Linked DNA regions of Xenopus tropicalis: region 2 is linked to region 1. A link is a contact called in public Hi-C data. All regions are on one chromosome and are shown on one strand. The core of a region is the stretch at or near the end of the contact, and the rest is flanking DNA. Distances in the headings are between cores, read along the strand shown.

The links. Hi-C and Micro-C count contacts between places; a contact is called where the count stands out from the background.
Region 2: a contact with region 1 is called in a Hi-C map of gastrula embryo, with 2.6 times the contacts expected there. The contact joins two enhancer-like sites. A contact is called at or near these places in 3 of 5 Hi-C or Micro-C datasets (gastrula embryo, neurula embryo and tailbud embryo).

The regions. Positions count from the first base shown.
Region 1 is chr6:67,913,070-67,920,175 of UCB_Xtro_10.0, reverse strand. No RefSeq gene overlaps it. Among named protein-coding and RNA genes, the nearest start is that of irx2, 150 kb to the right of the region's middle. Within about 2 kb of position 2,690, at least 4 of the 11 cell types and tissues checked have an H3K27ac peak or open chromatin away from gene starts, as enhancers often do. A contact at or near this core is called in gastrula embryo and neurula embryo, where this site is marked.
Region 2 is chr6:68,184,372-68,191,477 of UCB_Xtro_10.0, reverse strand. No RefSeq gene overlaps it. Among named protein-coding and RNA genes, the nearest start is that of irx1, 12 kb to the left of the region's middle. Within about 2 kb of position 2,742, at least 3 of the 11 cell types and tissues checked have an H3K27ac peak or open chromatin away from gene starts, as enhancers often do. A contact at or near this core is called in gastrula embryo and neurula embryo, where this site is marked.

The DNA of each region.
Region 1 (7,106 bases), core at 1,441-3,940:
ATTTATTTTATACAGCTTTTTACACCATTTTTTGCCAAATTTAATTTACAAAGCATAATAAATAGGCCTCCAAGTCTTAATAATGTCTCAAAATGCAGCAACCATAGGTAAATAAAATAAGCTCCCTACGCTCCTACCTGTGCCTGCACGCAAGCATATTCCATTCATTCGGATGCAGGCACAGGTAGGAGCGTATGGCGCATATTTTCAGCAAGCGCCATACGCATGGTGTGGCATTAGCCTTATAGTTAAAAACTAGTCATGAGCAAATCTGTCCCATTTTGCTTTGCTGAAAAATTGTTAAAAATGTGGAAAAATTTGTGATACACATTGAAGTCAATGGGCATTTTCTCTCATTTCAAATGCACTGAAGTGAATGGCCATTTTTTTGCAGTGTTTTTTTTTTGCAGCGAAAATTTTCACAGTGATTTTTTGCTGTGGTTATGCAGAAAAAATCACCAGCGGCAAATCCTTGCATGATACATTTGCTCATCACTATTAAAAACCAACAATACCAGCATATGTAAATATGCAATTACTTCATCTAGACATCTCAATCCAGTGGGTATAATACAGCAGCATTTTTGTGGATATCTGCTGTTATCCCTATAAATGTATTTGAATGCTATCTTTCATACCCACTGTATGAAACAATGCTACAAAATTAAACTATGACAATAAAGATACATAATACATAATAAAATAAATGTTTACAGGGGAGTAACAGTAAGGGGACCTGTCATTGCAACTATAGGGGCCTGGGGGAAAAGAGGCCTCCCAAGGAACATTTGACCCTGCATGTACCACCAGACATATCCACACAGCAGGAAGCAGGGTGATGGCACGTCACATGTGTGAAAAAAGGGGTACCCAGAAATATTTATGGGGACCGGCGTGGATAAAATTGCGTCACTGGTTTAACCAAGTCTCACATAGAAGCTAACTTACAAGAAAATACCTATTTTGATCAAACAAAACAATGTCTGTTAAAATGAATGTGTCAAAAGTGATTTGGGTGGGGGTTTAAAAACAAGCCTTTCTTAATTATTTAAATTTCATTTGATACTAATGTTCACCTTTTGGACTAAGGCGTTAACAGCTGATAAATAACTTGTTGACTTTCTCTCAGGGTATTTGAATAACCCAAGCAAAAGGGAAATGGTTTACATTGATTAGAATTTTATCTGAAGCTGTGTTTGTCTATGTAATTTATTTCAGCTGTGCCATAAACACGTAGACATTAATTAGTGGAATGCTAAGCAGCACTGGGCAATTCAGTAAAACAACCCAGCAACTGTGATTTGTGAGTCTGTCACCTTGCATTTATTTAACAAAAAAAAAAAAAATTCCATTCCTCAATTTTGTGGTAGAGGGCTTTCCTGAAGGGCATGGAAACAGCGAGATCTAAGAGACATTACACCTACAACAAACAGTAACGAGTGGCTAGCTCAGATTCATTGTCTTTTGAACAACAACTCAATGCAGATAGAAGTAAATGACAGTTAATTACAAATTACATTCTGGTCGGGGCTGTGAAAACCCCCTAGCTTGAATAATAATAAGGCCCCGAGGCACTCACCTGCCTGCAAACGAACATACGGAGACACAGGCTGGGGTGCTATACAAGTTTCAAAACAAGCTGCTAAACACAAAAGCTTATTGGATTACAGAGATTTAGGAAAAGGCATTCAGATCTTTGGCAGCAACTGCAGCACTAGGATCATGGGATTTCTAAAGGATGAATTACCATTCACTGTAATTTTTTACACCATCCTAGGTTAGCAACAGGAATGAAAGTGGCCTGTACTTAGAGCTATAGGTCAAGACTTTAGTCCCATAGTCTTAAAACACAGGATTGTGTTTAAAGATTATCACAAAATCTAATTGAACTTTTTCTTCTTAAAAGAACAGCATTCCAAACATAAAAGAATCATGTTTTTTTTTTTTTAAAAAGTGAAAAGAGATAAATATATAAATATGCCAGATCTTTATTTCTTTCGAAATGAAAATAAAAACAGGTTAAATTACACGTGAAAAACGTTTTCCTCATTTCTTAAAAAATTCATTTTACTTTATGTCATGTTAGTTTAACAACAGAATCTACTTTTTCTGTAACTATGTTTGATAAAAAAAAAAATGAAATTAATATAATATAATCCATCTTTACTATTGTAATCAGGATTGCATAATAATTAAGGTATTTGTTATATACATAATGAATTAGTAATACATTTATAATTAATTGGCTGCACTATAAAATTTGCTCACAAAACATGTTGAGCCTGATGGTTTAATGCTGGTACTAAATTTGTACCCTATTGGTAAATTTGGTGCAGTATGTGTGGGTGCAATAAGGGGGTACTGGTGGCATCAGTAATCTTGTGTGCCTGCAATTCAATTGATTTAACATTAGTTAATGAGCCCTTTAGATTTTACAAACTGCAATTACTATTATAAAATAATAAGTATCAGTATATCATATCAGTCACTAAAATGAATTGCATCCTGACTAACTAACACTTTGTAAAAACCTTATTGTTAAGTAGTTTGTACTTGTACTGTATATACAAAGATAGATTAGACTGATAGAAGGCATTTTCAGGCATTTACACTTCAGTCTGTTTGTCTGGGCCTTTTTATGTAGATTTGATTTTAAACAGGTCTCCTCCTACAAGTAAAAAACAAAAATAAGAAAAAAGAGGGACACAATACATGATCTGCATTTGTTTAATGGCATTATGAGCTGAAAGGCAGTGTTTTTAGTATCTCACTAAAGTAATTTCTTTCAGTTTAGTTGTGCTAACTGCTTATTGTTAAAGACAAAACTACCAACAGTTTGACACTGAGCTCATTATGGATGTTTAAAACATTTTGCAATTCAAGACCACACTGCATGCAATAAAGAGACTGGTGAGTTTAAGGATTAAAATACAGACCACACAGTTTTTTTTATAATGACAGGCCAGATTAAAACTTCAAAACCATAGCAGGTAAGCAAGGGATTTGACAGTTTTTTTGATGTTGTCAACTATTTTCAAAATAATTTCTGAGTTTACCTATTTATATCATGCTTAGGTTTAGCCAGCATTAAACAGATTTGAAAGAATTGATTCAATGGGCTAAAATTTCAGTTTTTGCACAAACAGCCAAATATAAGAATCCTTTGATTTTGTTTAAGAAAATACTGCTGGAGATTACTCTATTATGTGTGTAATTACTGCTATATGTGAATTGGCATTTATATATATATATATATATATATATATATATACCTGTATATACACACATATATTCAGTGCAGATGCCTACTGCTTTGCTGGGCTATTTGTTCACCAGGTTTTGCCACAAAAACATGCCCATACACTTCAATGGGTGAAAACAGTTGTGTGGTAAGAAAATGACGCCCATTGACTTCAATGTACTTTTGCCATTTTTCAATTTTTTTGTAGAACAAAATGAGACAAATTCAGTCATGACTAATTAATAGTAATAATTCAAGTATTATGGTAACCAGGTGAACTTGACTACTAAGCAATAAACCATGAACCCATAGTGACTTTTCAAAATGAATGAAATGTCAATCATTTCATCCTAAATTTGTCTATCTCGTCTATCTTTTAGGCTTTCTTGGGCTTGTTAAAGTTAGCCTTTCAAAACACATTTTTCATATCATATATCAAATGCTATAATTTGATGTTCACTATTGTTTTTATACATAATTGCCTAATTATTGATCTTCTATCAGTGTGGCTGGGCAATAAGAAGCCAAACAAAACACATTTTAGTTGGTTCCTAAAAAACAAAGCACAAAGAACTACAGCTTTTTGCACAATGCACTACGCAGTGTGCAAATTGCAAGAAAATGGCTGAATGCAGTCTTTTTTTGCACTTTGTACATGCAAATGAGTCATTTTGTATATGTAAATAAGCCCTTTTATTATTGTGTTATTTTCAAATCTAGAAATCTTATCACATAGAAATGCACAGTCAGCATACATTACTTATATACATTAATATAGAGGGACAAGAAAAATATACTTGTGTGTATTTATCTTTGCCAGACAGACAAAAACGTGCAATAACCTTGCTTTACTAGTCTTTAGAAAGAAATGGGAAGGAAACTTGTTAACTGAGCTGTTTACTTCAACTTAGTACCAGTAAAAAGTAATAATGAAGTAAACACCATCTTCAAAGACACAGTTGCTGAAACCACCACTTTGATTATTCAGCTTTTTAAAAAACATATTAACACTGTAGTAACAAAGTAATTTCTTTCTTAGTAAAGACAACAACATGTTATTGACCTTCTATTTGCATATGTGGGTCCTTTGAAACCTGAACAATTAAGCCTACAATTCAATTTTCATTAGTGATTAAACAGTGAGGGAAGTCATCAAAATGGTGGCAAATTACCCCCAAAGGAGCAAAGCATGCTAATGATTGTAATCTGACATATTCACAGGTGAACACTGAAAAATAAATCAGATTGGTCATTTGATACCTATAGATTTGCACAACACATTAAGGGTTCATGTGCTTTATTGGCAGATGACTCTTTGGGTTCCTAGTTACTTTGTATGCAGACAACTGTAATGAGCCTGTTTGCTGATGACTTACACCATACTTACTGACAGCCCAGCCTACTGTAGTTAAAGTCACAGCTTCCAAGAAAGGAAATGCTGTACTGCATAATTTGAGTCTCACAGACAAAATGTAAACACTACTTTGCTCCAGTTCATTAAAGCGGTGACTCACCTTTATGCTAACTTTTAGTATATTATAGAATGGTTAATTGTATTTTTTTTGTTTTTATAGTTGTTGAATTATTTGCCTTTCTCTTGCCTGCCTCTTTCCAGCTTTAAAATGGGGTCATGGACACCGAAAGCCAAAAAACACTATTGCTCTGTGAGGTTACAATCTTATTGTTATTGTTGCTTTTTATTACCTTTCTAATCGGGCCATCTCCTTTTCTCTTATTCAGATGAAAGACTGGTTGCTAGGGTAATTTGGACCCTAGCAAAATCATATTTATTAAAACAAATTGATAACTTAAAAATGGGTATAATGTTTTTCTACTCCGGTGTAATAAATGTCAATCCATTGCCAAAATTTTTACAAATGACAAAAGTTTTTGTCATTTTTAAACTAATTGATACAGAATATGCATAAATATGCATATTTATGGCAAAACAATGCAAAATGCAGTAAAATCACTAAAATACAAGAAAGAAAATAAAATAAAATAACAAATATTGAACAGTGAGATCGGTATTCAAAATCTCCAGTCAACTAGTCTTGATGTGCAGTACATATTTTTTGGGCTCAAACAAGTAATCACCAATAATAAAGTACTGAAAACGCAATAACATTGTTAATATGCAATAAAAGCACCAAAACAAAAATAATTTATGCAGTAAGATTTGCACTAAAACATTACTGCAATAACTATCTTTACACCTTTCACCAAATTTCAGCCTGAGTGGAGGAAATGTAGGAAAGTTATAATTGTAAAAACAAGAGGAAGAATAACCCTGGCCTAGAGTCAACATTTTAATAGGTAAATGAGAGAATAGCTCATTCAAACAACAAAACTTTTTATACATACCAGGCTACCTATTTTTTCCAATTCTAAATTGTTCTTGTGTATATTAACATTATCATTAGTTTATTGTAATTGCTTTTATTGATGTGGTAGAAGCACTTTACTGTATACTAATAGAGAATTATGCCTTTATGTACATGCAAACATTTTACATTTCTAGAGTGTTTGTATTGGAAATGATTGTGTGTATAAACTTCTAAACAAAAGCAAAGCAGAAAGAAAAAGAAATGAAATGAAAGAAAATGAATGAGAAAAAAATAAAACAAAACAATCATTCTTAGTGAGTAAGGAAACAAGTCCACTTATCAGCAACAGAGTGATTTTATTCTGGTGACAGTGACAAAGACAATCCATCATGTCATCAGCTATGGTGACGGATTTACCCTACACATCATCCTTGTTTGTCTGTACAGAGGACCATGTAGGAGCCAGGAGGAAAGTAACACTTAACCCCTCAAGCATCATGTTCCTGCTGTGCCACAGACAACCTGTCATATTTAAAGACTGAAAGAATGAAAGTATAGTCTATATTGACTAACAAAGTCAAACATCGATATAGCTACATACTACGTGCCCAAGAACATTATTAAATTCTTTTATGAACAACATGTACAACAAGACCTTTTAACACTCTCACTATTATGTCAATTCAAATCTCCAACGAAAACCGAAAGTACTCATTCTGAATTTTTTTTAATTTTTTTTGGAAAAGAGGCAATTCAGTATCTGTGCTTTATTTTTATTAGACTGTGCAGGCAAACTGTAGATAACTTTCCCTGCCAGTCCTCTCGCAATTAGAGGTGGGTTGATTTATGATCAATTGGCCTGTCAGAATCCCAAAACCCAGAGACTTCCTAGTAATCAGTAAAAGTCAATGGATGTGAATGCAAATTGGGCAATAATAAGGACATTACATGCCATTGATCAAAGTGTGAGATCATTCTCCCAATCACTTTATGTTTTGATAAATGCCTAAACAATTTGCTCTATTGTAGAGTCATTTTAGGCAGTAAAACAATGATACTTAATTAGTTTTAAGCTTTTGTAATGGATTTATTATGGTAAAACACCTACTGGAGAACTTGCATGCTACTTATGCAAGCTAGAACATATTCAGTGGTGCTTTTATATATCGTACACACATGTACAGAGAGAAAATTACAAAAGCTCACATCTCTCAATTTTGATTGATTTGATTGATTAGACATCTTTGACCTGGCAGCATAGCAGAGTACCTAAGTGGAACTTAAGGCTGTACATTTTTCTTTATTGTTTATATAAATGTCTCATGCAACAGTTACAGAGACAAATCATCTACATGCTGCATAATGCAGTCTTAATTTATTTTACTAGACCTGTAGTCCTGAAGAAAATTATATATTTCCCTTTATTGGATTTAAAGGGGGTCTTTCACCCTTGAAATAATTCCGATTTTCCAAGTAAGACATTGAACTTTACTTACACTATATAAATTATATAAACCTTGTTTCATCCAGTCTTGGAA
Region 2 (7,106 bases), core at 1,493-3,992, 270 kb before region 1:
ATTGGTCCATGGATGGGGCCCACAGATGGGCCTACCAGACCAATATTTTTCCGAAAATCAACCAGATGTTGATTTGGCAGGTTTAGAAATCCCATTGGGATGAGAAGCACATCACCTTGCTGATGTGGTCCTTTTCCTGATGGGCTGTATCCTGTCAATGTGATCCATTTGTTAGGCCTTAGGGCCAAACAATCAGGTCAATCCGATATTGCCCACCTCAAAATGACTTCACCAAATGATCCTTCCATCTATGGCCACCTTAAAACAAACCAGTTTGCTCAGGCAAGGAGAGGTGGGAGTAGGGGCTATATGCAGCCTCATCCAAACTCTGATTAGAGGAGGCCAACTAACAACATTACCCCTTATCCTTACTGGAAGCTTATTGAGAAGGCTTAAAGTAGAAGGAAAGGTGAAAACTAAGTAAGCTTCAGAAAGATCTATGTAAATGCAGCCATAAGCATTTACAGAACTGCTGTCCTCAGTAAAAAGAAACGCCACATTTCTTTCCTGCTATTCTGTATTCATGATCTTCTGTTTCAGACTTCAGACTTCCTGCACTCAGAAAAATCCTTCAGGGCATGGCATGAGTCTGCTCAGTTTGCTCCTCTCTACCCCTCCCTTCTTCTGCTTCCCCTCCCATCTCTGCTGTGTAATCTAAATTTAGAGCTGTTCCAGGAGAAGTGTGCGGGCAGGGAAGCCAGACCAAGCTAAAATGGCAGCTGTATCTTAAACAAATAGAGGGAGCTTCCATGACTGTTTACTAAGGTATGGTAAAGCATTCTGCAGAATATATTTAGTGTTCTAGCTTGCACTATTGTTACTAGTCTATTGGCAGTAAAATGTCAAATTACCTCTGCTTCTCACTTACTCTCTGTGATATTACTCAGCCTACAGGTATTGATATTAGGGAACCGTGGAGCTACCACTCTGAGTGTGTTGGTAGTTTCAGGGTTCCCACATGGGTTGTATCAATAGGTGTACCAGACTTAAATCCAGCAAATTGGAAGGTAACACTGTTTTTAACACATGCTCTAGAAGTGATGCAACAGCCGCATGTTAGCCGTAATATGCACCATATTCGTGACCACACATACAGTGCAACTTGAGTTTGTTTAGATGCATTGCATGCCATTTTGGCTGGTGCAACTTCTTGTGTGGTCACAGTTATTTTCATTGTGAGTAAAAGAAACATTGTGAATTGTGTTTGAAACCTGCACTTTGTATACTCTATATGGAAAATAATTGCCTTAGTCTTTAGTTAGTTCAGAACTAAAAGGTTTGTTCTAAAATATGCACCGACCCAATGATAATACACTTCCAAAATCTAAATTCTATAGTTAATAAAGTTTTTAAAATATCATCACATTATAATAAGAGTTAAACATTTTTGTCTACATATTGATTTGTATTGCCCTGCTTTTTTCCAACACCAACTTTAATTTAGCAGCTTTTAGCTGCTAAAAAGATGACCATTTTAAATTAGCTTGTATAAACGTTTTAACATAGTAAATATATTAGAATAAAATTTTATAGAAAGCTTTGAAGGCAATGCAAGCCTCTTGTCTTTAAAATAAAAAGCTACAAGAAGCAAGTTAGAAAGGAATCATTATTCAAGAAAAAGGAAAAAGGGGGAAAAACCTATATGAGTATCATGGAAATGCCTGTTCTGGTTTGTATAAAAGCCTTCTCTTTGTGTAATAAGATCTGCCCTCTGCACCACGGGGCTGACATATGCTCTTTTTTAAGTGTATTGTTGTGCTAATTATTCTAGGGTGGGTGCTTTTCTATAATACTACACTTGAATAACTGTTGACCGTGGGTTGCAGTGTAGGTGTAGAATTTACTGATCAAATGTATAATAAAAAGCATTCAATTTTTAACTGAATGTAGTTGGCATAGTGCCTATATTTTATGATAATAACAGAAATAACAATTATATTTTTAACGTAGCCTTTATCATATATCATTTTTGTATTCTATCTCTATATCGCTATAACTCAAAGTTATAAGTTTATTAAAAAGCTTGCAGATATTTATGACTGTTACATTGTGTAATATATATAACTAAATACATTAAACATATATAACATTAACACATTATTCCTATTATACCTGAACAGCCACTTTGTGGGGACTAACAAAGAAATGGAAATAAAAAAATGAAAATCAGAATGGAGGTGTGGATTTTATGGGACCTTTATTTTGTTAATATTTAGTTAAAAATCTGCAGCCCTGTGTAGCCTTAAGCTCAGTTCTGAATGCTCTACATTACACTGTCTTGGTACCAAGGGTAAAACAGCTTTTTTTTTAACCTTCTCTAAGTAAAGACAGGATTTGATCCTCGCCTTCTTGTCTGGGTCTTATTTTCTCTAAATGTAATCACTTCTCTGTCACTGAAAAAAATAGGGGGCTCAACAAGAATATAGGTTATAGAAAGCTTATTTCAGGCTCCAGACTTTAGTTAAAAATGAATTTCTGTGCAGATTTGTTGTATCAGTGCCATTTTATTAGACAGCTACACGTTTAATAAAATGTAATTAGTTGGCAAGGAAGCTAGTATTTACAAAAGCTACACAGTAAACAGGCTTGCAATTATAATCACTGAAGATGTGTAGTGTTTTCGACAGAAGCTGAGTCTTTATGATGTAAACGATCTCTCTATCTTGTAAACGCCCTCTCTAACTTCCTCAAAAGCAGGCTTTGTAATCCAGTGTGACTGAAGGTGTGGAAATGGGGAGGGTAAGTCAGTTAGAAGAAAGATTAGTTTATTGGATCTGAAGCCTGATTTCAGGACCCTACAACAAGGCACATACTGTTGTGGCAGTCCACTTTGCATATGAGTCCTAATTAAGCCCTAATTAAGTTGAAATGCAGATAAAATGATTATTATCTACACGTAGCTAGCAAAAACACCCTTGTTTATTAGGGAAACAGCCAGTGAGTGACGTTTAATGGGCAAGATCAGTTTTTGGCACTGTTGTGCTGTTAAATGGTTTGAGGTTAACAAGGCAAAGTATTCATTGTTTCATATACACAGATCTCTAAACAGTTAGGAAAAACAGATAGTAGTAGTTTATTTGGCTTAGAGAATCATGTTTAAATCAAGGCCATAGCATACATACATTTAAATTAGCATTGTGTGAATCAATGTTGTTCAATTGTTTTCCTATAATAAGGTTAATTCTGTCTGTGAGGTGCTGCATTTACAGGTAATCACTTGGTAAAATTAAGCAAGTAATGCTGCCATTAAACATGACAATTGTGCCACAAGAGTCTACTGATTTACAGGAGTCTAAAAATGAGATTTCATTGGTTGCTCTGATAAGGCACACTACATGATCTCCTGTTCAAAAGAATAAAGCATGCAAAAATACACATTTCCATGGTGAATAGCAGAGCAGTAGAAACAGTAAACCCAAATTATAAATACAGAACATTTTCTTTACAAGCAAATGGCACAGCAATTTAGTTACATAGTTACATAGTTACATAGGGTTGAAAAAAGACCATTGTCCATCAAGTTCAACCCATCCGAGTAAACCCAGCACACAACCTATACTAACCAATCTATACACTCACATACATAAACTATATATATACAACCAGTAATACTAACTGTAGATATTAGTATCACAATAGCCTTGGATATTCTGCTTGTTCAAAAACTCATCCAGGCCCCTCTTAAAGGCATTAACAGAGTCTGCCATTACCACATCACTAGGAAGGGCATTCCACAGCCTCACTGCCCTCACCGTGAAAAACCACCTACGCTGCTTCTAATGGAAGTTCTGTTCCTCTAATCTATAGGGGTGACCTCTGGTGCGCTGATTGTTTTTATGGGAAAAAAGAACATCCCCCAACTGCCTATAATCCCCTCTAATGTACTTGTACAGAGTAATCATGTCCCCTCGCAAGCGCCTCTTTTCCAGAGAAAACAACCCCAACCTCGACAGTCTAACCTCATAGCTTAAATCTTCCATCCCCTTTACCAGTTTAGTTGCACGTCTCTGCACTCTCTCCAGCTCATTAATATCCTTCTTAAGGACTGGAGCCCAAAACTGCACTGCATACTCAAGGTGAGGCCTTACCAGGGACCTATAAAGCGGCAAAAATATGTTCTCATCCCTTGAGTCAATGCCCTTTTTTATACAAGACAGCACTTTATTTGCTGTAGTAGCCACAGAATGACACTGCCTGGAATTAGACAACTTGTGATCTACAAAAACCCCTAGATCCTTCTCCATTAAGGATGCCCCCAACACACTACCATTCAGTAGATAGTTTGCGTTTATATTATTCCTACCAAAGTGCATAACTTTGCACTTGTCAACATTGAACCTCATTTTCCAGTTTGCTGCCCAGTTTTCCAATTTTGTCAAATCGCTCTGCAAAGCGGCAGCATCCTGCATGGAACTTATAGTTTTGCACAATTTAGTGTCATCAGCAAAAACAGAAACAGTACTCTCTATGCCCACCTCCAGGTCATTAATAAACAAGTTAAAAAGCAAAGGACCAAGGACTGACCCCTGCGGTACTCCACTAACCACACTGGCCCAATTAGAAAATGTTCCATTTACCACCACTCTTTGTACTCTATCCTTCAGCCAGTTTTCTATCCAATTACAAATATTATGTTCTAGGCCAATATTCCTCAATTTGATCATTAACCTTCTGTGCGGTACTGTATCAAACGCTTTAGCAAAATCTAAGTAGATGACATCAACTGCCATTCCAGCATCAAGGTTCCTGCTCACCTCCTCATAAAAGGCAACTAAATTAGTCTGGCAAGATCTGTTACGCATAAAACCATGCTGGCACAAACTAATAGTATTGTGAACTGCAATGTATTCAACTATCCTATCCCTTATTACCCCTTCCAGAAGCTTTCCTACTACTGATGTCAGACTAACAGGCCTATAGTTTTCAGGCTGAGAACGAGATCCCTTTTTAAATAACGGCACCACATTAGCAATCCGCCAGTCTCTCGGCACCATGCCAAACCTCAACGAATCCTGAAAAATTATGTGAAGAGGCTTGGCAATCACAGCGCTCAGCTCATTTAATACCCTGGGATGAATCCCATCCGGTCCTGGACCTTTGTTTACCTTTACATGTTCAAGTCTCTTTTGAATTTCCTCCTGAGTGACCCATGCGCCAGTAGCTAAATTACTAGCACTGGGTATATTAAAAGGGAAGCCTTCATTATCTGGCTCCTCAGATGTATAGACAGATGAAAAATAAGAGTTCAAAATTTCAGCTTTTTCCCCGTTCTCATCAACCAACGTACCTCCCCGTGATAATAAAGTTCCCACCCCTTCTTGCTTCATTTTTTTACTATTCACATAATTAAAAAATAATTTTGGATTCTTTTTACTCCTAGCTGCAATATCCCTTTCCATCTCTATTTTAGCTTGCCTGATAGCTTTTTTGCATGCTTTATTTGCTTCCTTGTACCTGATGAAAGTTTCCGCTGTCCCAGCTAACTTGAATGCTTTAAAAGCACGTTTTTTATTACCAACCTCGACCTTAACTCTTTTATTCAGCCATAAGGGTTTTGCTTTGCGATGCCTCTCCTTGCTTACAAGGGGAATATACTGTTGTGTATACCTGCAAAGCAATGTTTTAAAGATGTTCCATTTTCCTTCTGTGTCTAACCCCATGAAAAGCCTTTCCCAGTTGACACATTGCAGAGATGCCCTTAAACTGGCAAAGTCTGCACGTCTAAAGTTGAGCGTTTTAGTTACTCCCTTATAGAGCTGTCTCTGCAGCATTATCTCAAAGGAGACCATGTTGTGATCACTGTTCCCCAAATGCTCACCCACACAAATGTTAGAGATAAGTTCAGTATTATTAAGCCTTAAGCCATTAAGCCTTATAGAAGAAAGTATCAGCATGACTGTAAGCTCTTGCCAACTCCTCACTGAAGAGCGTTAGTTCTATGGTCTCGAGCTGCATACAACAAAATCTAAAGATAACATAATGTATTCTCCCTAATTACCCATCAGGGTACAAGAGCACAAATTATTATTTGCATAGAACGTTCATTCTCTGTATATTGGCATATGCAAATTTGTGTGGGTGCTTAAATTTAGGTGGGTGCCTCTGTTGTCTTTTTTGCCAAAGATATGTGATATTGGACATTGTATCAGGGACCTGCTATATACAGGCTTGTTGCTTAAGGGCCAGCTGCCCACCCTCCAATGCTTACTCCTGATGGCTCTTCAGCTTCTGACCCTGGAGCAGGTACTGGCAGCTGGGCAGCTGGCCCTAAACCATGGAGTTCCTAAGCTAAATAACTGGATTGTTGTGGGGATGGGCAGAAGTATGTCTCTTGCACTTCAGATCTGAGTTCTGACCTCCTGCTCATACACCGATAAAAGTAATTGGGAAAAAAAATGATGGTACTGAACAATGTGTATTTAGAACTGAAAAACGATGGGCCAATGAACTTACACACTTAGCAGTGGTTAAATAATTTTGTTAAAAGAATATGGCTCAAAGGAGATCTAAACCCCAAAATGAACTTATGTAAACTTAACCAGGGCACTACTCTGAGTACTTTTGCAATTTACATTTATTTCCTGTTTTTAGCAGTTTGGGCCATGCTTGCATTTTTCCACTTCTAATACCAGTTTTTAATTCAGCTAAAAGTCAGCCACTCATGGGTTAAGTGAATACAGGAAGTGCATAGAAAGTACATAGTGTCGATTCAAAAAGCTTGTAATAGTTCTGAATGTAATATGGAAGTTTTATTTTTCTGTTTATAAACACATTTTTCCACAATTAACAACAAAACACTAGGGGGCAGATTTACCAAACACGAATTCGAATCCCAAATGGGAAAAATTCAGATTGGAAACGAAAATTTCTGAAGATCGCAAATATCACGAAAATGCTTACGGAAAAATCGTATTAGTCACGATAATATCATATTGGTGATCCGAAAGTCACAAAATTTTCATACCGAATGATTGTAAACAGTGGCAGAGCCTTTCCGAATTTTTCGCGCAAGCGTCCGAAAAAGTCGCACGGGCGCGGAAAAAAGGCGTAAACACGCTCGGAGCGTTTGGATGAACGTGCCGAGCGTTTGTGTCTTCATAAATCTC